Regions from separate parts of the Mus musculus genome. Here all the other regions are linked to region 4. A link is a contact called in public HiChIP or PLAC-seq data. All regions are on one chromosome and are shown on one strand. Each heading gives the region's core, a stretch centred on a gene start, on an enhancer-like site or on the middle of the called end of the contact. The rest is flanking DNA. Distances are from core to core; before and after follow the strand shown.

Region 1 (6,677 bases), core at 3,666-6,165, 880 kb after region 4:
AAAAAAACCCTCCGGAGCTCTTGACTCTAGCTGCATATATATCAAAAGATGGCCTAGTCGGCCATCACTGGAAAGAGAGGCCCATTGGACTTGCAAACTTTATATGCCCCAGTACAGGGGAATACCAGGGCCAAAAAGGGGGAGTGGGTGGGCAGGGGAGTGGGGGTGGGTGGATATGGGGGACTTTTGGTATAGCATTGGAAATGTAAATGAGTTAAATACCTAATAAAAAATGGAAAAAAAAAAAACCCTCCAAAACCAAATCAGACATAAAAGAATCAAGTAACCCAACTATAAAATGGTGTACAGACCTAAATGGAGTTCTGAGAGATGAAAAAGGCTGAGAAACACTTAATGGAATGTTCAATCCCCTTAGTCAGTAGGGAAATACACATCAGAATCACACCATCCATCCCACACCCGTCAGAATGGCCAAGATACAGAACAAGCACACAGAGGAAGGGAAAACACTCCCACTGCCACTATGGAAATCAGTGGTGGGTCCTCAGGACGCTGGCACTTGATCTTCAAGAGCCAGCTATACTACTCTTGGGCATCCACACAAAGGACTCTACTTCCTAACACAGTTCAGTGTTCACTGCCGGTGTTTTCATAAGAGCCTGAAACTGGAAATAGACTATATATCTGTCAATGGATGAATGGATAAAGAAAATGTGGTATATTTACACAATGGAATATTGCTCAGCTGTTTAAAAAATATCATGAAATTTGCAGGTAAATGGATGGACTAGGGGGGAAAAAATCATCCTGAGTGACGTAACCCAGACCCAAAAGACATATATGGTATGTAGTCACTTACACATAGACGCTAGCTATTAAGTTTTCACTAAGCAAGTTACAATCCACAGAACCACAGTGGTTAATTATGTAGCGAGTGAGGGGCTGGGTGGGAGGGAGGGATCCCCCTAGGAAGGGGAACTAAGATAGACAGAGTCAAATATTAAAGGGGGAAGAAGAAAAAGGCCACAGTTTTAAGTAATGATCTGAAACAGAGAAAAGAAAAAAGAGTTACCCAAGTGTTTTCTTTTTTCCTTTTTCTCTTTGAGATCAGGTATTTCTAGTTAGCCCTAGCTGTTCTGAAACTCACAATGTAAAACAAGCTGCTCTCAAACTTGCACACATGGTGCCACCTGAGTGCTGAGATTAAAGGTGTGTGCCAACATGCCTATAACATTTTGGAACAGTAATGATTATCAGTCTGAGGGAAAAAAAACATTTTATTATTTTTTTTTTCCCAAGACAAGGTTTCCTCTGTAGCCCAGCTATCCTGGAATTAGCTCTATAGACCAGGTTGGCCTCAAACTCACAGAAATCTGCCTGCCTCTGTGACTCAAGTGCAGGGATTAAAGGTCACCAGGGTCCTGCAACAACAATCCTTTCAAAACACAAATGGCTACTGACTTATTAGAAACAGCAGAGAGAAAGGGACAGAGAGATAGAGATAGGGAAGAGGGGAGGAAGAGATGTGTTTATGGAACTTAAAAAACAAAACTTTTAGTTCAAAATACTATATCCAGTGAAACTATAGTTCCAAAATAAAAGAAAGTGCAATTTCAGATACATGAAGATGAAGACAGTGTGCACCACAGCCCTGGGCTATGAGAAGCCCTGGCATATTTACACGGAAGGGAAATGAGGTCAAGATGGGGACTTGGACCTGGGGAATCTTCTGGAAGGGAGCAAGTAAGTGGCTACGGAAATGAAAACTGTGTGAATATAAAACAATCCTTACATGGGTGCATGTGTGTGGAGTCTACGAAATTTTAACAGGCATTTTATTATTTTAAAAACCACGTAACATGCTCTTTCATACACTGGTGGAAAGGCACTGGTACAGTCTAATAGCCGCCTACAATGCTACGCTTATAATTACATCTGATTTAATGACCCTATTCCCGAGTATTTCCTTATAGAAAGTGAAAACATATTCCCATCAAAACTTCAATACTCATATCATCTCCAAACTGGGAATCTGAATGTCCACTCTGCAATGAAAGTACAGTGTACTGTCGCACACCACAGGGCTCCTACAGTGATGAAGGGGAACACACTACTGTCGCACACCACAGGGCTCCTACAGTGGTGGAAGGGAACACACTCCTCACTCCTCTGCTCAACATACAACTCTCCAGAACATGTATGAGAACAAAAAGTCATATTCTAAAGGCCATATTTCACATCACAAGACACCTGGATAGCGCTCTGATCCTGAGCCGCTCTGATGCACATTCCAGAGAAGGCTATCAGTCAGAAAGGAGAACAATATTTACTCCAGGGTTAGGATAGGAAGACAGGACTCATTGGCTATACACAGACAAGAGGGAGTTTGTGGATGACAGAAGCCTTTGGTATCAGGACAAACATATACAGTTGTCAGAACTCCTTAAACTCTGTATTTAAAGTGCACTAAAGTGACTGCATGTACAGCTATGGAGGGCTAGGGAAGTAGCTCAGCTAGAAGTGTCCGTTCGTCACCTAGTATGGACAAGCCCTGAGTTTGAGTCTTATGAACTGGGTGTGGTACTGCACATCCATGATCCCAGCATTTGGGAGGGGAAAGCCAGAGGATCAGAAGTTCAAGGTCATCTGCGGCTACAGAGCAAGCCTGAGGTTACCTGGGGCGCATGGGACCTGTCTCAAGTCATCAGACAAAGTAAATGAAAGGCCTACCCTTCAGGGGATTCACAGTTTACACAGGTGGACAGACAGAAACAAACTACAAACACGTGAGATCAAATGTTTAACAGAATGCTGTATGTGGGGAAAGGATTACATTTGTCTTAGAGAATCAAAGTCGCTTGGAGGAGAGATGACATTTAGACTGGCTCTTGAAAGCTAAAGCACATTTGAGTGATAGAGATATATCTGCAAAGCCACCAATGTACAGAAGAGCCTGGCGTACGTAGGAGGTGGGGGTGCCAGGTGACAGGGAGCCCGGTTTACAGAGTAAATGTCAGGAAACAGTGGAAAGTAGTAGATGACTTTTACCGAGAGAGAGAATCCAGATGTCTTTGTAATGAATGAGTGTGGGGAGGTTTTCTACCCTCCTTTAAAGCAATATTTCTCTAAAATGTTTGGTAAACAATGAAGAAGATAAATTTTAGTTTCAGGATGCTGAGACCAGAGAAATGTTTAATACCGCTCCAACGGAAAAGAAAGATATGGGCGTTTAAGGGAATGCAAAGGCAAGAATAGATCCAAGATACCTCTGAGATTAAAATGAGAAAATCGTCAATAGAATATATGTTGGCAACTTAGCAACGACATGTAGCGAACTATGATTAAAACAGCACAAATATAAAAAATAAAGTGTATTCTCCTGACACTAAAGAACTATAATCATTTAAAATATCAAAACTGAGTGTTTTTCTCCTGTTGAAATAAATGAAAATATATCTGTTTTGAAGATGTTTTCAGATTTCACTCAAAATGTTCATTTTTGAAACACATATAAATTAAGACATTTAATGCATACACTGTGGTGGACAGTGCATAGAGTTCAGCACAAAATGTTACTCCCAATATTATTATTATTTTTTTTTTCTTCGAGACAGGGTTTCTCTGTGTAGCCCTGGCTGTCCTGAAACTCACTCTGTAGACCAGGCTGGCCTCAAACTCAGAAATCCGCCTGCCTCTGCTTCCCAAGTGCTGGGATTAAAGGCGTGGGCCACCACTGCCCGGGCTTATCCCCTCATTCTTACCACCTAGGAGCCACCCATACTTACGCAGAGTATAGAAGGGAAACCCTGCGGCTTTTATCTGGATTATTCACGACAAACCTTAACACAAGGAAAGGAAGGCATATATCCCACTGAGGAATTTTTATATTTAGATAAAACCTGGTAATAAGTGTAAAGCTATCCCTCTTTGCTTCTATTATGTAAAAGAAAGGCTGTTGGGGATAACCACACTATGACGCAGAGCCAGCCAGTCCCTAGCACCCCCTGCACCTTCTGCAGCACAAGGAGGGTCCTACTCAGGCTATGACTTTCCATAGCTGTCCCTGCTTGCTCAGGACCTCGGAAGACTCTCATGTCTCCAGGTTGTCTAGGCTCTGTCTCATGCGCATGCGCCTGGGCGCACCGCCATCCCTGCATTCATTTTGTTCTCCACGCTCCTCCCTGCCCCACAAACTCTGCTCTTACCAACTCGGGCCTACATTAAACAATATACTTACCACATGGAAATGGAAATCAAGACAATATTCTGTAAGTCTCTGTATACATCTAAATATATTAGAAAGCAATCTCAATAGGAGTAAATAGATTATTTTTCTAAAATATAGATATTCATTACTAGTAGTTAATAAGAAACTCTGAATGGTCACCCACCCCTAATTAAAACTATACCCTGGCCTTGTATAAAGAAATGTAGGTACTTTTCTAATGTAATTTTATTTGAAGCATATTGCAAAAAGTTGCTACAAGGACAGACAGGCATGGTGCCAAAACTGCCTCTGAACCTCCAGTGCTAATCCTAAAGTGTGCTGTGTTCCCAAGGCATCTGTCTCATGGTCCCATGGTTGGATCTGTAATTCTAAATGTGTGCAGGTGTGAAACTACCTCAGCAAATACCATCAATGTAACTGCTATACTGCTAATAATTATGGAAACAAACTTTCCTTTAGCAATGCACTGAAGATTGCAGTTTGCTTACAGAGGAAGTCAGGTGAAAGGTATTGCTAGGAAAGGAACTTAGAAGCCTCTGTCAGGGGTCAAGGATAAGAGGGCGGCAGGCAACCTACAACTCAACTGTAGAATGGCTCTAGGGTTTTGGGGGTTGTGTGACTTTCCCAAGGAAATGAGAACCTTTTAGAACTCATACCTCCCCCATGTTACACAGCATAGGAATGTGACTACAGCCCTAAAGCCTACAGGGGTCAAGGTTCAAAAAAGAAGCAAGAGACTTCCAGTAATTAGTTCCTAATGATATATACCACACCCTCTCCGCACACAGCCAAGCCTCTAAACCATTAATGAAATCAAAGGACAGACATCAAAAGAGCTCCCTCTCTCTAGCAGACTTCTAATTACCACCAGTTCACCACTGCCTCGGGGGAAATGGTCTCCACTCTCCCAAAAGTTACAGGAACACTTGACTAACTTGATACTTTAGAAGAGCAAGGAGTGAAGGTCCTGGTCTGGAACCCGACTGGATTTGAATGGCTGAAGCTTTATTTAGTTACGTTACTGTTGCTCTCCCCTCACCTAGCATCTTAGAAAAGGCGGCAGGGGTGGGGGGAGCACATCTTGATTGAAGTTGTGTAATGATAAATCGATAACTCTAGAGGCATCTGGCACTGTTCCTAGACACAAGGCAATGTGCTGAATACACTAGAGCTCTAGGAATACAAGAGTGATGCGCTGTCTGTCCCTCCTGAGCCCACGAAAGCGCACCACTAACAGTCTGCCTCTGGCTACAGCAGTCAGCAGAGACATTCTGCCTCAGGCCTGCCATTGAATCCTCTCCCTCCCACCTCCATCCCTCCCTCCCTCCCCACCTCCATCCTTCCCTCCCTCTCCACCTCCATCCTTCCCTCCCTCCCCACCTCCATCCCTCCCTCCCTCCATCCTTCCCTCCCTCCCCACCTCCCTCCCTCCCTCCCTCCCCACCTCCATCCCTCCCTCCCTACATCTATCACCCCTTCCTTTACTTTATTTTCCAATGACAATATTAAATTATACTCTGGGAAGAAGAAAATCAAGCACATGACAATTTAATTATCTTTTAAAATGGTAGGGACACTAGACATGTTTACACATACGAAGTGAAATTATAGCCAAACCGACACACTTTCTACATGTTATTTCCTGTCCTGGAAAACAATAAAAAGAACATATGAAGTCTATTTGATGTTTAAATGTTCATAATTGAACCTTCAAATTCTACATTTGAAACACTTAAAAACTCTGGTAACTTCAGTTTCTGCTCCAAACTTTGTCTCTGTATCTTCCTCCCATGGGTACTTTGACACGCCCCCCCCCCCCCCCCCCTTCTAAGGAACAAAGTATCCACACTGTGGTGTTCCTTCTTCTTGAGCTCCATGTGGTCTGTGAATTGTAAAGTTTGGAGCAGAAACTGAAGGAAATGTTATCCAGTGACTGTCTCACCTGGGGATCCATCCCATATACAGCTACCAAATCCAGACATTATTGTGGATGCCAACAAGTGCTTGCTGACAGGAGCCTGATATAGCTGTCTCCTGAGAGACTCTGCCAGTGCCTGACAAACAGAGAAGTGGAGGCTCACAGTCATCCATTGGACTGAGCACAGGGTCCCCAATGGAGGAGTTAGAGAATGGACCCAAGGAGCTAAAGGGGTTTGCAGCCCCATGGGAAAAACAACAATATTAACTAACCAGTACCCCCAGAGCTCCCAGGGGCTAAACCACCCACCAAAGAGTACACAAGGAGGGACTCAAGGCTTCAACCGCATTTGTAGCAGAGGATGGCCTTGTGGGACATCAATGAGAGGAGAGGCCCTTGGTCCTGTGAAGGCTCAATGTCCCACTATAGGGGAATGCCAGGGCCAGGAAGCAGGAGTGGGAGGGTTGGTGAGCAGGGGAAGAGGGAATCGGAGAGGGGAGTTTCAAAGGGGAAATGAGGAAAGGGGATAAAATTTGAAATGTAAATAAAGGAAATATCTAATTTTTAAAA
Region 2 (6,534 bases), core at 2,808-5,307, 900 kb after region 4:
GGCAAATAGGACAAAGGGCACTAAAGACACAAGTAATTTAAGGGAGAAAAATAAATATGGACGATTTATACATGTAAGAAGAGTAATTCCCGAGTTCAAATCCTAGCAACTGATTAATGCCTTACAGCCTTCTGAACTGTAATTCTGTGCCTTGGGCCTGGAGAGATGGCTCAGCGGTTAAGAGTGCTGCCTACTCTTCCAGAGGTCCTGAGTTCAATTCCCAGCAACCACACGGTGGCTCACAACCATCTGGGATAGAATCTGATGCCCTCTTCTGGTGTGTCTGAAGACAGCGACAGTGTACTTATATACATAAAATAAGTAATTTTTAAAAAAAGAAAAGTAATTGATCTGAGAACCACAAATTAAACTGCATTCAAACACTATTTCCAAACACTATTTTGAAGAATTTAGAGATCTGTTAACCCAAAATAGTAGGACACAGGTCACCTGGAACCTATGTTATATAATGCTGGTTAGAATGTATGAGTCATTTGAGAATGTTTAGCAAACCTGAATGGGTATATAACCCACAACTTAATTCATAAGTGTGTACCCAGTAGATAATCTAAAAAATAAAAAAGTCTTAGCATGGAACCAAGAGAACATAACGAAGAGCCACAAACAACCTCTTAAGAAATGAGAATAAATCTATGAACATGGAACCGGAATACATATTGACATGACTTAAACAAATCCTAGCTTTTTACAGGAACTGGGGGTCATTGCCTTACAATCTATATTAACCAATATGCTTGTAACCACCATGTTCTGGCCCTTAGGCCTCTTTGAAAATCATTAAAAAAGAAAAAAAAAAAAAAAACCCCACCAGCACACAGGTGGTGTTGAGAGATTCTTGTTGATCATCTAGGTCCCCAACACCAAATTAGAGAGACTGGGAGCTACACAGCCCTGTCTGTACCCCCTCCAGCCCCCACCCCAACCCCGAGCTTCACCTGGATAGAGTCTGTCAACTTTAGCAGCAGCAGCTAACACCAGAGGCAACAGCTGCACTGCTGAGCTAGCTAACAGGCTTAGCCCTGCCCAGAGCACATCATCCTATTACAACAGCTTTCTGTGTAGGACTCATGATCAGATGAATACACAGACCTAGAGAGAGTTAAGTCTCCTGTCTCAGGCTCTAAATCCAACAAATAACAACATCTACTATTTGTAGTCAATGACTCAAATTGATAAGGAAGTTAAAAATAAGAAACATGTCAACACTGTATTCAGCCTGAAGGCTTTAAAGTGAAACTGAATCTTTACTATTCTCCAGACAAGGGTTCTAAATATGCACTCAGATAAAGGGAACGCTGGAGCAACCCTCATAACCATGGGTAAAATTAAGTTGAAGGCAAGTGCCCTGGAGGCAGAGTCGTGGTCAGAGGAAAGCTTTGCTCGGGAGAGAAGACAGCCAGAAAGCCTAAGAAAATGATATCATAGCGATGGGTCACAAGCTCATCATTAAGATTTCTAGTGTTCTGCTGCTCACATGTCCTTCCAAGCAGTTGGCTTGGTGACTCTTCTCAGTGAACTTCCTGCTCGACCAAGACAAAAATGTGGGCAACCAAGTAGACTTGATATCCATCTGTGTGTGTCTATGAAGCAAGCACATCCTCCATGAAGTTGTTGACTTAGCCATCCTCCGAGCTGTTCACTGCTGTGCACAGAGCGACAGTCCTGTTATCCTTGCACCTGGCCAGCCTCACCAGACAAGCACACACAAAAAAACTGATCACCAATTCAGTGAGCCAAGAAGCAAACTGGCCCCTTGAAACTACCTACCAACAGGACAACCCTGAGCTAATGACACCTGTATTCTAACGTCAAGAAACTGACAGTAAACAGAACAAATCATAGTCAGTTATAATGTGGTGGATATTTAGAGAAATGGGGAGTAACACACAGGAGTAGTCATAACAGTTCAAGGGTCAGGGTGAAAAGATTTACAGGAGACTTGAGAGACATCACAAAGACTTGGCCCAGAGCAAACATTCCAGCCAGTGACCTGTGTGCACATTGGAAAGGCGTAGTCCAGAAATAAGGCCGTGGGGATGAAAACGGAAAAGGGAGTCAGCTGGAGGGTGGGCAGGGGAATGAGGAAGAGGGAAGAAAAGGCAGAAGGTGCAGAGGAGCGATGAAACGGCATCCTAAAGGGGCCAGTATTTGGCTCTCATTCTAAAAGCTGTCTGAGCAATAATCATACAAAAATTACATGGGATTGTGCCTTGCCATGAGCAGTCTCTGTAATTTCAGGTCTAAAAACTGTTCCATTCAGTGATGCTTATGTGGGAGAGAACCTGACATCTTTAGTGAAGCTGCACATGGATGTGGGTGCTCAGGCTGAGGTCAGTCTGGGTTTAGAAGATAGTATGGAAGCAAGGACAGACGTGCTCGCTTCTCTCCTTCACGTCCAGCCCCCTCTTAGCTCACTGTGTACTCGCTCATACCCCTCCCGGGCACTGCGTACCACTACGGTGCCTCGCCTCTGAATGCCTGCCCTACCTCCTCCCTTGTTTCTCTGAGGTCTTTTTTCAGACAATGCCAAGTCATGGGATCTTCTTGCTGTCTGAATGGAAACACCCCTGACACCCCCACAGCCCAATCCCCTGCTCTACTCTTCTCTTACATTCTTTCTTCAAGATTAATGTTGTTTATTTATGTGTAGGAGTGTTTAGTCTACACATATGTAAGTGTGGCTGGTGTCCCAGGAGATCATAAGAGGGGTCTGGACCCCCTGAGACTTGGGAGTTACAGATGGTTGTGAGTCACCGTGTGGTTGCTGAGAATTGACTCTGAGTCTCCTGGAAGCAGCCAGTGTTCTGAACCGCTGAGCCATCTCTCCAGCACCTTCTTTCATATTTTTCCCATCTGCCATTTCACTCTGTTGACTGTCTGACTTTTCGTGTGGATTAAAAATTCCCAAAGAATTTCATGACTTTGATCTTGGCTTCTCATCCGGTAGGAACGCTCTGGCAAGTATGAAGCCCCAGGGAGTGTGTGCTGAATGAAGAGGTACTGTGGAGGCCTGGAGATTACAACGCTGGGCAGTCTCCGGGAGAAGAAGTAGAGAAAAGGGGGAGTCTTCCAGTGAGCCATGGGGAGAGTCAGTTTTCTGGCTGGTTTTGTGTCAACTTGACACAGGCTAGGGTTATCACAGAGAAAGGAGCTTCAGTTGAGGAAATGCCTCCATGAGATCCAGCTGTAAGGCATTTTCTCAATTAGTGATCAAGGGGGAAAGGCCCCTTGTGGGTGGGGCCATCTCTGGGCTGGTAGTCTTGGGTTCTATAAGAAAGCAGGCTGAGTAAGCCAGGGGAAGCAAGCCAGTAAAGAACATCCCTCCATGGCCTCTGCATCAGCTCCTGTTTTATGACCTGCTTGAGTTCCAGTCCTGACTTCCTTTAGTGATGAACAGCAGTATGGAAGTGTAAGCCGAATAAACCCTTTCCTCCCCTACTGCTTCTTGGTCACGATGTTTGTGCAGGAATAGAAACCCTGACTACGGGACAGTCAGGTAGGGCAAGGGACAGGTTAAGAGTTTCAGACTTTATCCTCTTACCAATAAGAAACCAGAGAAAGGTTCTCGCATGGAAAAACATCACCAGACCTTTCTGCTGTAGAGATGGTCTCTCTGTGTAGTCTTGGCTGTCCTAGAGCTCTCTATGTAGACCAGGCTGCCCTCAAACTTACAGAGAACTACCTGCCTAGGCCTCCCAAGCGCTGGGATTAAAGGTGTGTGCCACCACGCCTGGCCAGATCTTTATTTTTGAGACATTATTTTGGATGTAGGATGAAGCATGAAACTTAGTTAATGCACAGCATACAGAAAATTAAGAGACAGGTCCAGTTCAGCTTAGTTGAATCAGGAAAGGGCAACTGTACGTCACAGAATCAAAGCAGGGCAGATAAGAACACCCTGAAAATTCAGACACACCCAGAGCAGTATAAAAAAAAAAAAGAAAGAAAAAGAAAAAGAGGCACCTGGTCTTTAAATAGAAAACCACAGAAAGATCCTCCTTTCGTTTTCAGTCATGATCTGGCACCCCTTCCTGTCTCACTAGTAGATCTGCGTTTTGTTAGTTTGCTAAACTTTTTGAGGGGCGGGATAGGGCTGAGACCAGGTCTTGGTATAAATAACCTAGGCCAGCTTCCAACTGGCAGTAACCCTCTTGCCTCAGCCTCCCAGGCGCTGGAATGACAGGGACAGGGCTGCCACACCCAGCTTTGCCTTATTATTTTCTGAATGAAATAAAATGACAGAATCAGTAAGCTAGTGAGTGGCACTCGTCACGCTACATTGTAACCACTGACTTAGTGGTCAATGGCTCTAATCAAACTGTAAATAACTTTGGAAAAGGAAGAAATGATACAAAGCCAGAGGTTCTCAACCTGTGGATTTCGACCCCCACAGGTGTCACATATCAGATGTCCTGCATAACAGATATTTACATTACAATTCCAAATAGTAGCAAACTTACAGTCATGATGTAGCAATGACCACAACATTAGGAACTGTATTAAAGGGTCGCAGCATTAGGAAGAAACTTCTATACTGAGCACTAATCCTCCAGACAGAAAAATTGCTAGTGGTCATGGAACGCTGTCCATCACACATGTCTAATGAAACAGTCTTGCGTGTACCTCAGCACAGCCACGGGGGGTAGATATTCACGGTCTCCACTTTACAGGTGGAGCATCTTGTTCAAGGTCACACTGCTGGCTGTGGTGTGACAGCCAGGCTCTCGAGCTCACTGCTCAGTCATCCATCACTCTGCTGAACCTCGTGCCTGACTCTCATCTGTGCACATCCGTGTCCTAGCACATCACCCCTAGGAAGCAGCTCAGCGATGGATATTAGCTTATTCCTGAACTGCTCAGCTTTGCCTATCTCTGTTTTTGCTGCTCATCAGTAGCTTCTCTGCCCCCCTCCCCCCCTTTCAGCCATGTGGTCTCCTCTCCTACAATCCCCTAAGCTGTTTTCAACCTCTCGCCCTTCGGTCCAAGAGAACCATCTACTTAGAAACCCAAGAAGTCGAGGCGGGTGCCCTCATGGCTTGAACACTCTCATTTCTAATCACCATTTCCAGAGTGCCAGTTTTACCCAAGCCTGCATCCACGCGGGTGGTCTGGCTGCATCAAAGGGAGGCTGGCTCTCTGGAGAACAATGTTGCTCTTCCTTTTCTCAGGACTGTTTATCCTAACCCGGCATCTGTTTTTCTCAGCTGTCCCTACTTCCTCCAGGGTCCCCCACGTACATTTTCATGTAATTAAAAATTAATACATAGAAATACAAACATTACATTTCTACACAGCTGATGACAGAGTGGAGTTTATAACAAGAAAAAAAAACAAAACAAAAAAACGCGTTTTTTAGGTCTTTGTAACCCAGAGTTTGGCTCCGACATGTAGAGATTCACTCAGTACACAATCAGGAAGAATTGCTACTTCAGAGAGTGAAGAACTTGACAGATAGGTAGGAAGGGCCAGAAATGGCGGCGTAGCTCTACAGAGGCAGAACAAGGCCCTGGCATACGCTGGCTTCCACCTCATGGCCTTCCAGTCAGAACTCTGGACTTACAACCCTGAGCTCCAGCCGTAACTTAACGCAATTTTTAGGTTTATTACAAATAAAACCCATCTTGTCATAGAGAAATGTATAAAAAGCACACTTAAAGGTTAGATAGAGACTTGCTGAAAATTCTTCATTGACATCAGCTAAGCCCACAAAGAGGGATGCATTCAAATGTCAGCTGTCAATCTTCTAAGCCTGTCTCCAAGAACTCGCGTAGTGATGATCTGTGTGGTTTGAAGTAAAGTTTACTGGGACAAGTAAATGCCACATTAAGAAAAAATTAAATCCATAAATCCCTGAAACTGGTATGTGCTAGGAGCGAAGTTCAATTCAGGGAGTTCCCAGCACTCACAAGGTGGTTTCTGTAGAAGGCATAAAAGTTTGCCGCGATAACAAGGATGTTACCTGAGGGAGGGCCCCGTAATTCCATATATAGCCCTTGTGAGGGAAGATGTTCGGTGTGTAGCGTAGCTTTCCGTTCTTTATATCTTGCTTAATGGGATTGAGTGGCTCCTCTGTGGCAATCTGGGAATCACAGGGGAAGGCAGGCACACAGAGGGGTAAAACCATTAGCCCGGTATGCAAAGAACAGATTTTAAACCTATCACGGCTCAAACAAATACCTGCATCTCAACTTAATGTTCAAAGGTGTTTTAAAGTAAATTAAGTCAATTCTCATTACTAATTAACAAGTACCATGTAAGAAAATCCGTCTGGAAAGAAGACACCTGATTACAGATTTAGGCTTACATTATTTATACATGGCATTGTTTCTAAGAAAAACAGCATAAACGGAAAGGCAGGAGGGTGAAAGTTAATTAACAATTTTTTTTGTTGTTGTTGTTGCTGCTGCTGCTAGTTTGGGGGCTTTTGTTGCCAAGTCTTATGATATTATAGTTAACTCAAAGGTCACCATGGTGAAGGCCTAGAGCAGTGGTTCTCCACCTTTGGGTCATGGC
Region 3 (7,210 bases), core at 2,231-4,730, 640 kb after region 4:
CGAATTCAGGAGAGAAAAGCCTACTCCACTATTTTTTTTTTAACTTAATTCAAATCCTCTTAGTACCCAAACAAAGGTAATGGACATGCAGCAGGAGGCAGAAATCTCAGTTCTGAATAGATTTTGTGTAAATAGAAGTGGGGCATACAGTGTTTACGTGGTGGGATGGCTAATCTTATGCCAACTTGACACAGGCTAGAGTCATCAGAGAGGAAGGGACCCCCAATTGGGAAAATGCCAGCATAAAACTGGGCTATAGTTAAGCCTACAGAGTATTTTCTTAATTAGTAGTTGATGGGGGAGGGCCTAGCCTGTTGTGGGTTGGGCCATCCCTAGGCCAGTGGTCCTAGGTTCCACAAGAAATCAGACTAAGCAAACCAGGAGAGCAAGCCAGTAAGCAGCACCCTTCAGCATCAGCTCCTGCCTCCAGGTTCCTGCCCTGTTTGAGTTCCTGTCCTGACTTCTGTCAGTGATGGGCTATGGATGTAGAAATGTAAGTCAAATAAACCTTTCCCTCCCCAACCTGCTTTTGACGATGGTGTTTCATCATAGTGATAGTAACCCAAATTAAGACACCTGGGAAGCATGGGTCAACCTTCCCCTGTCATCCTGGATGCAAACCTAACACAGATGACTCAAATGCCCACTCCAGGTACCTCAATGTTGCGGTGTTAAGTTAATCCCCTCTATACTTCCTGGTGGGTGCACACGTTTCTCACTACTGCCCCAGTGTTCTGGATTCCTGAAAGAAAGACACGCATACATAGCCTTATAGTTTAAATACCTTAAACAGCTCAATGACTGGACTACTACCTAACTCCATGTGGATAACACACACTCTCCTCTGATACTTCTGAGTTAATTCTTACTAAATCTGTATTTTATCTTCACTGCCCTGGACCCTGTTGGGCAGCCCTCCTGGGGCTGCTTTCCCCCTGTACCTACATGTTGGCTGTCTCTCCCTCCTCTATCTTTTCTGCGTGGTCTGTCTCCTCCTCCCTCATCATGGTGGAATGCCCTCTTCTTCCTTCCTCTGTCCCTTCCCAGGAATCCTAAAATTCCTGCCTCTGTCTTCCTGCCCAGCCATTGGCCACTAGTAACTTTACTGGCCAGTCAAAAACCAACTGGGGTCAGGCTTCCTTTAGTCCTACGTGCAAGACACTGAGAACAGGTTTGGGGGGAACATAACTAGCATGAGAACACAAGCTTCTACATCCCAATATGTATCCAATTGGGTGTTAGCAAGATTGGTTTTATATATGTATTACAACAAACCCTGTTGAACTAATGCGCAATGAAGAATGCTGACGAACACTGGAAAGGTTGAGGTGATGGGTAAGTTAGTAAAACGCTTACTGTGCTGTCATGAGAACCTGAGTCTGCATGTGCTCCTCAGAACCTAGTTTGTAAAAGGCAAAGCATGGTGCTGTGCAGTGCCGGGAGTCAGACACACAGATCTCTGGGGCTCACGGGCCAAGCAGCCCAACCTACCTATCAAGTTCCAGGTTACTGTGAGACCTCATCTCAACAAACAGACAGAATAGTGGATGATGCCCAAGGAATGACAGCTGAGGTTGGTCTCCGTTCTGTGCCGATACACACACACACATACACACACACACACACAGGGCATGCATGCATGTATACATGCACACACATGGACACACAAACAGCATAGGAAAAAATATCTCACGAAATGTTCAGTAATGAGAAAAGTTACACAGTAGTCTCAGTAATCTTTAGCCACTGTGGTCACAGAAGCTGTGCAAAGTTCCAAGTGACTCTGGACTTCGGCAAAGAGGTCCGACCGCTCTGTGTTCTAGAAAAGGGGGTGCTGAAGACTGTTAGGGAAAGAGACCAAGATGCCTAAATTGCTGTTTAAAAAAAACAAAGCATGCAGTTTGGGGGGCCCAATATAATGAATGACGACTAACTCCCACAAATATCTGCTATTCCACATAGCTGTGTGTCTACACAGAGAACCCTTGACACTGGTAAAATACTATGAAAATATAGCTGATGATGATGATGATGACGACGATGATGATGATTAAGCTGAGCAGTACAGGTTCCCTGTTCCTGCTCCTGTTTCCTGCCCAGAAACATCACAAGCAAACATTCAAGTCACTGCCCTGTTTCCTTCAATGATATCATCCTTGATCCTCGTTCCAAATCAGCACAGAGGTGATTGTAATAATCACACAAACAATACCACAGGACTCTGTGAAATGTACACTACTTCCTTGTGCATTATTAAATCTCCAATAGCCCCGTGAGAAAAGCAAACTAGCAGAGCAGAAATCCTAACATTAGAAAAGAAGGATACCAGCCAAGCTATGGTGGTGCATACTTTTGATCCTAGCACTCAGGAGGCAGAGGCAGGTTGACCCTCTAGTTCTCAGTTCTAGGCCAGCCTGGTCTACAGAGCAAGATCCAGGACAGCCAGGGCTACACAGGGATATTCCCCCTGACTCCCCTCAAAAGAATGACAATGAAAGAGAAGAGAAAATGAATGCTGCCTTGGGGTACCTACAGTGGGCAGCAGGTCTGGGGCCATAGCACCCAATACATGCCCAATCTAATCTGTAATCGGGTACCAGCAGAATTCCTAATAATTCCCAATGTCTTGTATGCAATGTTTTAAGGGTTAAATCCACAGACACCTCAATAAGGAGAGCTTTGCAGAGTGATGAGATTAGCTCTAAATATTCACATAAACGAAAATCTGAAGCTGGGGAAGGTTCAGAAAAATAAAAATGGCCCAGGAAAGCACAAAGAGGTGGTGAGGAAAGGCAGGGAGCTACAGGCACCGTCTTCTCCAGAAAGCCAGAGTAGCTAAGTACTAAGCTTTCATTAAAAGCAGGGTGTGTGAAGGAGTTCACTTTAGAACACCTCCCAACACCAGCTTTGAGAAGGGAAACCCCTCCCACCTCGTCCTCACTTCAACTCCCAAGATCCGCAGCCTCAGCCGTGAGTCACACAGCAATTGCCTGTGATCTGCATCTGCTGCAATCCCTTCAGCTTCAGCAGGGAAACTGCAGGCTCCTGCCTGCCTGTAATGAAGGAGAAAATCAGTGCAACAATGTGTCCGGATGCCTGTGAGCTGGCAGCCAGCAAAAACAGTGCCTTTGGCTGATTTCCCTTTCCAGGGCTATTTACTGTAAAGAAAATTGGCCTTTGCAGATTAAGAGAAATTCAAGGTTGTCATCCTTTCCTCAAATGCGATCTCTTTGTTTCCATTTGAATGTGTCCCTAGAAGTTTCCTGTGAGTACTTAAGCAAGCTTTGTGCTGGTTTTAATCACCTTCTCCTTCTGTTTCCAGGCTCTGAAACCCCGGCCCTCACACTTCAGAGTAGTACCCCAAGTTCCACCGTGTCTTGTTTTCTGAAAGGGGGCAGTGAGATAAATAAACACAGACTTCCGGCTGAAAGCAGCTGAGACTCCTGTTATAGGACTAGAGAGTTAGTTCCCAGGAAGGATTAGTCAACAGAACAAGCTGGAGATGGAGAAGAAAGCCGTAGAGGTGACTAATTTGAAAACTTAGCGCTTGAATACCCACCCAGATTTTTAAAACCTCTTTTATTAATCCTCAATAACATACAGATTTTGCTTCTCAGTGAATACCCTATTTCTACTGCAGCTTCCTGTCTTGTTTGTTAACTCACTGTGGTGACTGGTGTAGTAGTGCCCATAGCCTACACTGTATTCTAGCACTTAGAAGGCTAACGCAAGTTACAAGCCAATCTGGGATATACTGGAGTACCTTGCCATCTATGCACTCACTCACACAGAGGAGGAAAGGGAGAGAGAGAAAACAAAACCCCACCATGTCTGGCCTCTGTCCTGATCACCCTACTGAAAGCTGGAAACATAGGGGTATGTATGCACATGCAGTTCATACTTCTTGGTGTTTGTTTATTTTTCTGAAGTTCTAACTTAATGATACAGAAGACTCTCCCTTGAGAATTTCCCTCCTCGCCATGCTTTCCGAATTTTCTCTCTATCTCAGACCTTCGGTCTTTAGTCTTTCGACTTCCCTTCTCCCATCTTAAAAGTTGAAGCCAGTCTGATTTCAGATCTGGAGGCCTCACTAAAGCCTCACAGCCTAGAGTAATGAAGGTGGACGAGCTGGGATGCCTGGGCAGTGTGGATAAGGACAGGGAAACTGATGGGAGTGAGAGCGAAAACGTACCTGTGTTTTCAGAGGGCACTTAAGAACTGTGTTTTGGGGCTGGAGAGATGGCTCAGCAGTTAAGAGCACTGACTGCTCTTCCAGAGGTCCTGAGTTCAATTCCCATCAACCACATGGTGACTCACAACCATCTGTAATGGGATCCAGTGCCCTCTTCTGGTGTGTCTGAAGACAATGACAGTGTATTTACATAAACTAGATAAATAAATCTTTAAAAAATAAGCAACAACAACTATGTTTTCAGAACATAATGCTTCTACAAAAACAAAAAAAAGAATCAACTTTTAACCTTGCATAGGGCACTTGTCTGCAGTTCTACCACTCAAGAGGCAAAGACAAGAGGATGGTCATGGGTTCAAGACCATCCTGGACTGCACAGCAGGACCCTGTCTCAAAAAAAAAAAAAGGAAAATAAATAAATAAGTAAACAAATAAAGAAATTTGACATAATGATACACATACAATAGAGTCATGAGGACAGGGAGTTTAAAGTGATTCTCAGATATATCACAAGTTCAAGGCCAGCCCAGGCTACATGAGACTGTCTTAAAACAAAACCCACAAAAAAAAAAAAAAAGAAAAGAAAGAAAAGAAAAGAAAAGACTATTCTATTGATATATAGTGATAGAGCACTTGCCTAGAGTATAAAAGGCTCTGGAGTCAATATGTAGCCCTCTAAAAATAAGTAAGTAAGTAAAAATAAATGTTGTGCTGGTCAGTGGCTCACACCTTTAATCCCAGCACTCAGTGGGGGAGAAGCAGACAGATCTCTATGAGTATGAAGCCAACCTGGTCTGCAAATCGAGTTTCAGGACAGCCAAGGCTACACAAAGAAACTCTGTCTCTAAGGAAATAAATAAACAAACAAAAGAATAAGCCTGGTCTGCAAAGTGATTTTCAGAACACCTAAGGCTACAAGAGAAACCCTGTCTCTAAAAGCTCTCCTGGGATACGCGCCTAGCACTCACAAAGCTCTTGGTTCACGAGCCAGCACCAGGTAAAAGTGTGTTCAGTGCTACAGGCAGATGGCTTAGTCTCTGTTTTTATCATCACTAAAGAGGCTAAAGCAGGAGGTCCCAAAAGTTGAGCAGATCTGTAGCTTGAGTTCAAGGTCAGGCTAGGCTACCTCAGATCCTGCCTCAAAAAGAAATGTTTGATGAGAGAGTAGCCATTGTTTCCTTGAGAATTTCAGACGAGCTATTTCTCCAAAGGCCAGGCTAGATAGAAAGAACTGATATTCCAATGATCCTCACCTCCACTATGTTAGTGGTTAGGATAAACTCCACAAAGGTAGAAATCAGGTTACAATAGTTTCTAGTCAAAGCAATGTGGAAGTGGCTTACTACGGAGACTTCAAATCCTGAAGAGCCATCAGGACATCTTACTACAGAATTCGTAGAGGAAACACAGCCACTGACGACAGCCAAAGTCAAGGACTAGAGAACAGAAGGCAGACAGCAGCCTCCACAGTTAAAACCCACAATCTTCCACGAGTCATAAGACCTGAGACTGTCAACAACTGAAGAGGAGAGTACTCCCTTCCAAAGGAACACATTCTATGCACGCTACTGCAATAAATACATGCAGTAACATTTCCTCAGATTCATTACGGAAAAATGTAGGCTTTGATTTTTCAAAACCTACTTCAATAAGGGTTCTTAAATGCTTTAACCCTTCTAGCCCATCACCCACCAGAGTTAGTGGAAGGGAAAGTTTAATAGGGCAAAGGGGGATGAGAACCTGTTTAGATATAGTTCTTTTGAGTTATTCCAATCTTCATTGTCAAAATATCAGCAGTTCACTTCACATAAATCACAAATACTATTCACGAATCAGTAAAGCCAGTTCAATCCAGAAGAACCGGCCAGGCTCTGCCCATCGGCCCGAGTCTGTGGAAGTGACAAGAAGCCACAGGAATGTCAAGTAAACTACCTTTACCTTCATTGTCAAGGTCAATGAGAAGTTCTTTGGTGTGTTTCTCTCTCTGCAAAGTCACAACCAAGGCTAAAACGACAGATGTAGCAAAGACATGACACAGGAACTCCCCTCAGGCCCTGCTGCTTCAGTGCAGCTATTAAAGACTGCTTGAATCCTGGCCAAAGACTGCCTCGCAATGAACCCATAGACTGCCTCGCAATGAACCCATAGACTAAATCCGGCACTTTCTCTGTCCTTGTGAGTATTACTGGGACAGCCATACTTTACAGCTAGCAGACATTCCCAGGGTCTTCAGTTGTAAGGAAGGCCTTATTACATGGAAGATCAAGGTGAGGCTTTGAACCCAGGTGGAGAGCACACACCTATAATGCCAGTGCTTGGCAGACTCAGGCAGGAGGATTGTTGCTACTTCTAGGCCAGCCTGCCTTATTAAGAGCCTTTCTCAAAAGCACAAAAATAAGCAAGGCGTGGTGGCACACACCTGTAATCTCAGCACTCGGGGGCTAAGGCAGGAGAATTGTAACATGACAGATGGAGGACAGCCTGGACTACAAAGCAAAAACTTCTCTTAATAATAAACTACATAAATAAATACTATTGGAAATTAGGTTCTAGTTTTAATTTTCTTTTATTTTCTTTTTTTCTTTTTTTTTTTAAGAATTATTTATTTATTATATGTAAGTACACTGTAGCTGTTTTCAGATACACCAGAAGAGGCCATCTGATCTCATTATAGATGGTTGTAAGCCACCATGCGGTTGCTGGGATTTGAACTTAGGACCTTCGGAAGAGCAGTCAGCTGAGCTCCAGCTTCCTTTAATTTTCATATATGTATTTTTAAAAGCATCTTTTACTCTCCTGATGTAATTCTCATCGCAAAGGCTTATTGCCTCTGTCTGCTAACCTAGGCCTTGTCCTAGAATCATCTAGCCTCTGTACAAGCTAATCTAGGCCTAGAATGTTTTCAGCCTCTGAGACTTATTGCTGAATAAGCTCACCCTTATGAGCTCTTTCTGAGCTCTGGCTGACTGGTTCAACCAAGCTGTTCTGGCTCAAACTCCTCTCCGAGATGACTGATTC
Region 4 (6,847 bases), core at 3,871-6,370:
TTACCATATATGGCACCAACCAAAACCTTCCTATGTTTAGAGTAATTTTGCAACCACAAAATGGTTACTTTGTCAGATACTGAACCTAAGAGAAATATAAAGTCTAAAACAACAACAAAAACAATGGAGTTTTCCTGGAACTACATTAATTATTTTAAAAATAAGCTCTCCATTAGCCACACTAGTAAGTAATTATCATTTTACTCAAAGTCACATCTCAAAAATGGCTGGTGACAATCAGCTTTCTATACTCTCTGCTGGCTCAAAAAATGATCAGGAAGGCAAAAAATAAAACAGGAAACAAAAACATTCCATTAGGCTCAGGAGAAAATTATTCTAGAAGAGGATAAACCACCCCCTCTGAATCCAGGCATTTGAACACACACACACACACACACACACACACACACACAAAGATGTTATATACAAATATGTATGCATATACTGTAAGTTGTGTTCCACATATGTAGTGTTATGTCTGGGCCTATATAGTATGTCCATATATACGTATATATGAATGATAAATATGTTCAATATTTTGGACAGAGCTTTTTGTTTTGGGGTTTTCCTTATGGAACAGTTTAAAACAGCAAGGGAAAATATTAAGCATGCTCAGATGCAAAACTTCGGATTCTTAGACCAATTGCATTTTTTTCCAGAGACAGAAAAAGGAGGGGCACTCTCTAGCCGAAGGGCGGTTCCGTGAAGCGCAGCTGGGAGGGTGGTATAGAGGCCATGCCCTCTGCAAACCACCTATGTCAGTATGTTTCAACCTGCAAGAAGCTTCAGAAAAGGGGGTGCTGCGTCTTGAATCCAGACAAGAAACCCTGTGGGGGAGAGGGCAGGGGAGTGAGGAGGGAGGGGGCAAGACTGGGAAACAAGAAATCATCTCCTCTGACCTCTAGCGAAGTGCCAGGTTTTTTCTTTAGCTCTTCACATTTTCTAAATTTGCAGATCTGGTGTCCCGTTTTGCGGTTCCTGCAACTGCTGCAGACGCCACAGTTGATGAGCCTCTTGCAGGGCACGCAGACCCCACACCTTTTCCTCTTCTTCTTGGCCGGGTTGGCTCCGCCAGCTCCCCCCGAGGAGGACGAGGAGGAGGAGGAATGATTCTGCGGGCAGTCTGCCAGATTGGCAATTTGAAACGCACTGTCTGTGACGGCTGCTGAGGCTGCTGCGGGGGAGTGAAGGGCTGTCATGACGATGACCCCTGGAGGTAATGAGATGCCCCCTAAAGCCGGGATAGCGGAAAAAGTCCCCACCCGCTCGGGGAGATTCATTATCTCTGCTTCAGCAGCGCCGCATTTGAGCTTGTTCATGCATTCCCCCGCCAAAGGTCTGCAGTGTTCGGGGGATAAGGTGGAGAGGAAATTAGTATTTGCCATTTGCAACGACGGCTCTGGCGGACAGCCAGCCTTCCCCAGCCGCTGGGAGTCGTTCCGGTGGTGCATGCTGGTCCTGCCGCCGCCGCCGCCGCCGCCGCCTCCGCCGCTGCCACCGCCGCCGCCGCCACCGCCACCGCCGGCGGCGGGGAGGATCGCCGAGGAGGAGGCGGAGGAGGAGGCGGCGGCCGAGGAGGATTTCCTGCCGGCCCCGCCGCCCCCACCCCCGCCCCCACCGCCTCCGCCGCCGCCCCCGCTGCCCCAGAGCATCGCGGTGGCGGCGGCGGTGGCCGCGTTGTCGCAGTTCCACGGGGACATGCCGATGCGCGCGGCGGCCGCGGCGGCGGCGGCGCTGCTGGGGAAGATGGGGGTGGTGATGCGCGCGATCTTGGCTGCCTGCGGGAAGGCGCCCCCGTTGGTCTTGTAGAAGGAGGTGGCAAAGGAGCGGTAACGCTCCATCTCCGAGTTGTAATCCACAAGGCTGTTCAGGGCCCCCTCGGGCAGGTGGCTTTCCTTGGGCAAGCCCGGGGCCTCCGGGCTCGGCCCGGGCTCCACGCAGACATTGGTGTTCATGGTGCAGGGGGGGAAGAAGGGGTGCAGGGTGGAAGTGGGGACCGCCTGGTCCGACACCTGGGTGGGAAAGGGGGAGAGGTGGGGGGAAGGGAAGCGGGTGATGGTGGGGTCGGGGTACGGGCCGGGCCGTGCAGGAAAGTGGGATCCGGGTGGGGAGAGCAAGGCGAGGGCTGCTCTAGTCCTCTCTGGGGCGCATGTCCACAGACGGTGACTTCCCAAGCAGCGTCTTCCTTTGCATTATCCTCCAACTGTTACAACTAAAATAAAGAAAGTCATTCCAACGAGCTGCACCAGAAAAAAATTAAAAATAAATAAACAGCCGCCCTCGCTACCCCACCGCAGACACCACAGAAAGCTCCCACGTTCTCCAGTCGGGTCGTTTGCATAACAATCATCAAGACGTGACCCCCCTCGCCCCCCCAACACTCCCAAGCCCTGCTCCCTCCCTCTCTCCCGACAGCACACCGCACAGCTCCTCCCCCTCCCCCTATTCTTGTAACCCTCCTGAGAAAAAATGTATTAATAGCTAGAGTACCCAGGGAAAGAGGAAAGACAGGGGTGACAAATGCCGAGGGAAAAGGGCAATTGGAGTGCTAAAGACATGCAAATCAGGGGTGGGAGGGCGATACTACCTATAAGCAGAGGGCATTTAAACATTATGAAATGTGTGAACAAGTGCTGCCTGGGCATGCAAATGCTGTAAAGTAGAAACAGCAATGGCCCTATGAGGAAAACGAACCGGAAATTAGCAAATGAAGTACTGAGAAAGTCTACAATACATCCGCGCATAAACTGTAAGCAAACACAATACAACTGAGAGCTACAAGACTGCCCACATACAATTTGAACCAAAGAGGCAGGAGGGGGGTGGAAAAAAAGAACTACCAGCTGCCACAGTGTCCTTCTGTGTCTGCTGTCATTAGTTTGAATCCCAGCACAGCTGGCTCTGTTAGGGTCTTAATTCAATGGACCAAGGACAGGTCTCAATTGTACAAGCCATTTGGTGGCAGGGGCAAGGTGGTGCACCACTCGCTTTAAAAAGGGAGGAGAGATAGAAAGATGGAATGTAGGTAGGTAGGTAGGTAGGTAGGTAGGTAGGTAGGTAGGTAGGTAGAAAGAAAGAAATGTATAGATAGATCTCAAATACAAGCAATGTCACAGGCTCAGAACTAAGTGTCTGCTGCTCCTATAAGAATACTCCCAATCATTTCTAATGGAGATTGCTGTGTCTTCCCAAGAAAGGAGGAAAGCAAGGGAGTTTTTTTTTTTTTTTTAAATCATTCACCAACACTGATTTTTGCATAAAGAGAAGGGAGATTCCTTCAGGTGTTTTTTTATCCAAAGAACTGTTAAGATGTTTTTTTCCCCCCTTTGCTATTTTTTAAGAGGAAAGTTTAATGCTAACTGGGTATTTGCATTTCTCTCTCTGCTTACAGGCCATCAATAAGCATTAGGAAGAGGGGTTCTGCTTGTTTATTAAGGGTGAGAGCTATATCATATCCTTCTAAGAATTAAAGCAAAAATATAAAATGTATATTCACCTTAAAAAAACAGTTTCTTTGTTTCCCTATTTATTTTTTTCTTTGCCAGAGTACCTTTCTCTGGCTTCTTCTGAAGCCTAGAGGTTGGTGTGGAATTAAAACTGAGGGCCTAGCAATCTCTGTCTCAAAATTTCAGAGTTTCAAATGCATATCAATTATAGTCATTATGCTTATAATTAGATTAATGAAGCATTATGTCCAAACTTCAAATTTGAAAACTTCAAGGTCTACTGATGAGGCACCCTAAAAAAAGGGGGGTTTATGTAAACAAATCCCTATTAGGCAAAGTAAAGCAAGATAAGGAACCTCCCTCCGGCTGGATTAGAAACTGGCAGGCATCCTTCAATCACAGCAAGTCCCTAATCACTCAGGCACCACCTCTGTGGTTTCACATTAGGGAAAACTGCTCCCTTCTGAGGCCTGATGACAATACAAAGGTGCCCCCCAAATCCTCCTGGCTAAATATTCCTGACACTTGCTAGGGTCTGGGGGGAAAGACACAGTAAGAATACACATACAGCTTCCGTTTCTGTGAATTACATTGAAGATGCAAGATCATAATAACTGCTAGTCACTAGAAACTAGTTCCGCCAACCATGCAATGGGCATCATCCCACTGAGGGGAGGGGACACTAACATTTTAGTCTTTTGACCTTGTTCCAAATAAAGAAGGGATCTAATATCCCCCTTTCAGAGTCTTAGCATGGTGTTTCCAAACAAGCTGTCCTTGCTTCTCCAATTGCTACTACCTCCCCCCCCCTTCCCTCCTCTAGGTTCAATACCACCAGAAACTGTAGAAAAGGATTGTGCCCAGCATCCAGGTCATTATTGTTTAATCAATGCATCCCTGGAGCATGAAAAAAAGGTACCTAAGCCACAGCTATTGTTTGGCTTTTATTTAGCAACAAAATAAAGCACACACCAATAACTATAGTTCTAACACCAAAGCTAAAATAAACATCCATACTTCATGATCCTGCTTTGCCTCTGAACAATGTGACTGTACATGCCTAATACTGTATGTCTGATCTACCAGAGACATGGAGATCAAAGGTCATATTTAACATTCAGGAGGAGGGGCCGGTGCAGATTAATTAATTAATTAATACAGTCACGGTTTTTATTGCTGGAGACCAGCATTAATCTACTTTTACAATCCCACCGGACAGCAAACATTTAAGAGAGAAAGAGAAGCGGGGAAGCCAGAGGAAGAGAAAGAACAATCACTTACCAGTCTCTTTTTATTTGGGGAGCCTTAGAATTTACAGACGCTGCCAGTCTGCCTTTAATTAGTTGCACATCACCCCCTAACACAAAGAAACACAAATCCAGATGTGTCTTGGCAGCTCCCAATTACAACTTTAATACTTGTAAACAAACTGTTGGGAATGGGGGGGTGGGGTAAATAAATATGCGGATGAAAAAAAAATACCTGTAAATGGCTTTTTTTTTTCTTGTTGTAGAGAGGAGGAGGAGATGGTGTTAGTGGAGGGGGTGGAAGGAGGAGGAGGTGGGGGTGGAGAGGAAAGCGCCGAGTGTGAGCGTGTGTGGGAGAGCGCGGGGCTGTTGTCGGTGGTCTCTGCTCTTCCCGGCGCGTTGCTCCCGGTCCGTCTCCAGTCGCTGTGTGCGAGGGAGGGAGGGAGGGAGCCGGGGAGTCTCTCTCTCTCTCGCTCTCTCGCTCTCTCTCTCTCTCTCTCTCTCTCTCTTTCTCACCCCCCCCCCCCTCGCTCTGTTTGTGTGTGTGCGTGTGTGCGGTGGCTGGGGGAGGGGAGCGCGGAGAAAGGCGAGGGAGGCGGTGCGGAGCCGGGGGCGGGGGCGGGCCGAGGTGAGCAGGACGCAGGGCGCGGACACCTCCCGATGATTGGCTGCAAATTACACGGGGAACAAGAGGCGCACGCGGGCCAGCGCTCCTTTTCACAAATCCCCAGCTCGCCGGCGCGGCCACGTTTCCCGGCTCGCCCGCCACCCCGCCAGCCTCCGGCGCGGCGAAGGATTTGCTTTTTTTTTTTTTTTTTTTTTTTTTTTTTTTCTTCTGGCAGATAATTGTTTGGAAGGGATGGAAGAGAGGGCGTTCCCGCCCCTCGCGCCCTCGCTCTCTGCGGGTGTGTTTGTGCACGCTGGGCGGGGGGGTGTGTAAATAAACTTGTCTGGGTTCCCTGGCTGAGCTGGGAAGAGCTGTGCCAGACACAGAGGGGAGGTCCTGTGTGCTGCAGGAAGACTCTCTCAGTTTCACATCCCGGTCGCGTGCTTTTAAAGGATCTTCCTGGCGGGGCCGGGAGAGACTCTTTAAAAGAGAATCATTATCGTTTTAAAGTAAGGGGGAAAGGGACTGGTGTTCTGCTGGTTCGAATCCCTGAAATGTTATTATGCCGGAATGTAAAAAATTTGATGTGATGCTTGACCGGTCTCAGTCTGTGACTGCCTTTCTCTCTTCTCCCACACCGCCTTCCATTCCCACTGTGTCCGGGTCTTCCTGCCCTACAAAGCTTCGCCCTCCCCCTTTACTCTTTCATCCGGTAATTCCAAGGAGTCAAATATCTATCCCACCTCCCTAATTTTAATTCCAAACTTTACTTTCATATCTAAATGATCTCTTTTAACTAATTTTAATGTGATGGGCATTTTTACTTCCCATCACCTGGGGAAAATACTTCAAACTGAAAGATAAGTATTTAGCACACATCGCATATAAATAAAACTCATAAAATCCAACTATGAATTAACCCCTTCCTTCCTGCCTCAAAGAAACCGAGATACACTAAACACATGCTGTCCACACTGAAAGAAACAGGCATGAAATAGGATGTAAATGTTTAAGTCCTTTTAAATGTGATTCTTTCTCCTTTCCCCCTACCCACTTGGAAGGGATTTTGAGAAGGGATCTCACACTGTATCCCAGGAATTTCTAGAATTTGCTATACAGCTCAGGCTAGCCTGGTTCCCTTCTTGGCAGTCATCCTGGCTCAGACTCCCCAGTGCTGGGGTTCTAGACCTGTACCACAATATGTGACTCTGAATGAGTCTTCTAAAAGCAAACAAAATCAGACTATGCTTGTTTAAAAATAGAATAAAGTTACACGTAGAAACAAAAAGCATCTTGTGGAGTAATATAGTAATGTGGTTTCAGAGAGGGAAGAAAAAGGTGAGTTATTTGTTTTGTGAGAACAGAATGCTAAAAGGCAGCTTAAACTATTTTATATTTTAATTTTCAAAAGATTTACATTGACATTGTCAAGATTTGCTCGTGTGTAGGTTGTGGATAGTGAATACGCTGGTAAGAGTGCTGGTGTGCACACTCAAGGTGGTCTTTCCAGAGGTAACCGTGGTATACATAGTTGCAGTTATGTTTGA

Evidence for each region. HiChIP or PLAC-seq counts read pairs in DNA pulled down with a chosen protein or histone mark.
Region 1: a contact with region 4 is called in an H3K27ac HiChIP or PLAC-seq map of embryonic stem cells, with 6 times the contacts expected there. The contact joins the enhancer-like site here to the promoter of Cxxc4 in region 4. A contact is called at or near these places in 3 of 39 promoter capture datasets (hippocampal neurons and liver), 6 of 115 datasets of contacts at active chromatin or transcription factors (embryonic stem cells, forebrain, neural tube and 1 more) and 1 of 9 other capture datasets (macrophages).
Region 2: a contact with region 4 is called in an H3K4me3 HiChIP or PLAC-seq map of neural tube, with 5 times the contacts expected there. The contact joins the enhancer-like site here to the promoter of Cxxc4 in region 4. A contact is called at or near these places in 3 of 39 promoter capture datasets (cranial neural crest, embryonic stem cells and liver), 7 of 484 Hi-C or Micro-C datasets (cerebral cortex, embryonic stem cells, hematopoietic stem and progenitor cells and 3 more), 7 of 115 datasets of contacts at active chromatin or transcription factors (SST interneurons, embryonic forebrain, embryonic hindbrain and 4 more) and 2 of 9 other capture datasets (embryonic stem cells and macrophages).
Region 3: a contact with region 4 is called in an H3K4me3 HiChIP or PLAC-seq map of stem cell-derived neural progenitor cells, with 4 times the contacts expected there. The contact joins the enhancer-like site here to the promoter of Cxxc4 in region 4. A contact is called at or near these places in 1 of 39 promoter capture datasets (the HPC-7 cell line), 1 of 484 Hi-C or Micro-C datasets (Sertoli cells) and 5 of 115 datasets of contacts at active chromatin or transcription factors (astrocytes, embryonic hindbrain, embryonic stem cells and 2 more).

What each region holds. Positions count from the first base shown.
Region 1 is chr3:133,356,014-133,362,690 of GRCm38.p6, reverse strand. The region is part of intron 7 of Ppa2 (pyrophosphatase (inorganic) 2); the gene reads right to left. Among named protein-coding and RNA genes, the nearest start is that of Ppa2, 49 kb to the right of the region's middle. Within about 2 kb of position 4,915, at least 12 of the 459 cell types and tissues checked have an H3K27ac peak or open chromatin away from gene starts, as enhancers often do. A contact at or near this core is called in embryonic stem cells, where this site is marked.
Region 2 is chr3:133,329,959-133,336,492 of GRCm38.p6, reverse strand. It overlaps Ppa2 (pyrophosphatase (inorganic) 2), which reads right to left. Exons shown (of 12, transcript NM_146141.2): 5 at 5,981-6,100. Among named protein-coding and RNA genes, the nearest start is that of Ppa2, 23 kb to the right of the region's middle. Within about 2 kb of position 4,057, at least 76 of the 459 cell types and tissues checked have an H3K27ac peak or open chromatin away from gene starts, as enhancers often do. A contact at or near this core is called in neural tube and pro-B cells, where this site is marked.
Region 3 is chr3:133,596,816-133,604,025 of GRCm38.p6, reverse strand. No RefSeq gene overlaps it. Among named protein-coding and RNA genes, the nearest start is that of Tet2, 56 kb to the right of the region's middle. Within about 2 kb of position 3,480, at least 179 of the 459 cell types and tissues checked have an H3K27ac peak or open chromatin away from gene starts, as enhancers often do. A contact at or near this core is called in Sertoli cells, astrocytes, forebrain and 1 more, where this site is marked.
Region 4 is chr3:134,234,768-134,241,614 of GRCm38.p6, reverse strand. Cxxc4 (CXXC finger 4) reads right to left here and starts at 5,120. Exons shown (of 4, transcript NM_001004367.4): 1 at 4,929-5,120; 2 at 4,728-4,803; 3 at 900-2,212. The coding sequence starts at 1,955. Mir1895 (microRNA 1895) reads left to right here and starts at 1,032; the gene lies at 1,032-1,110.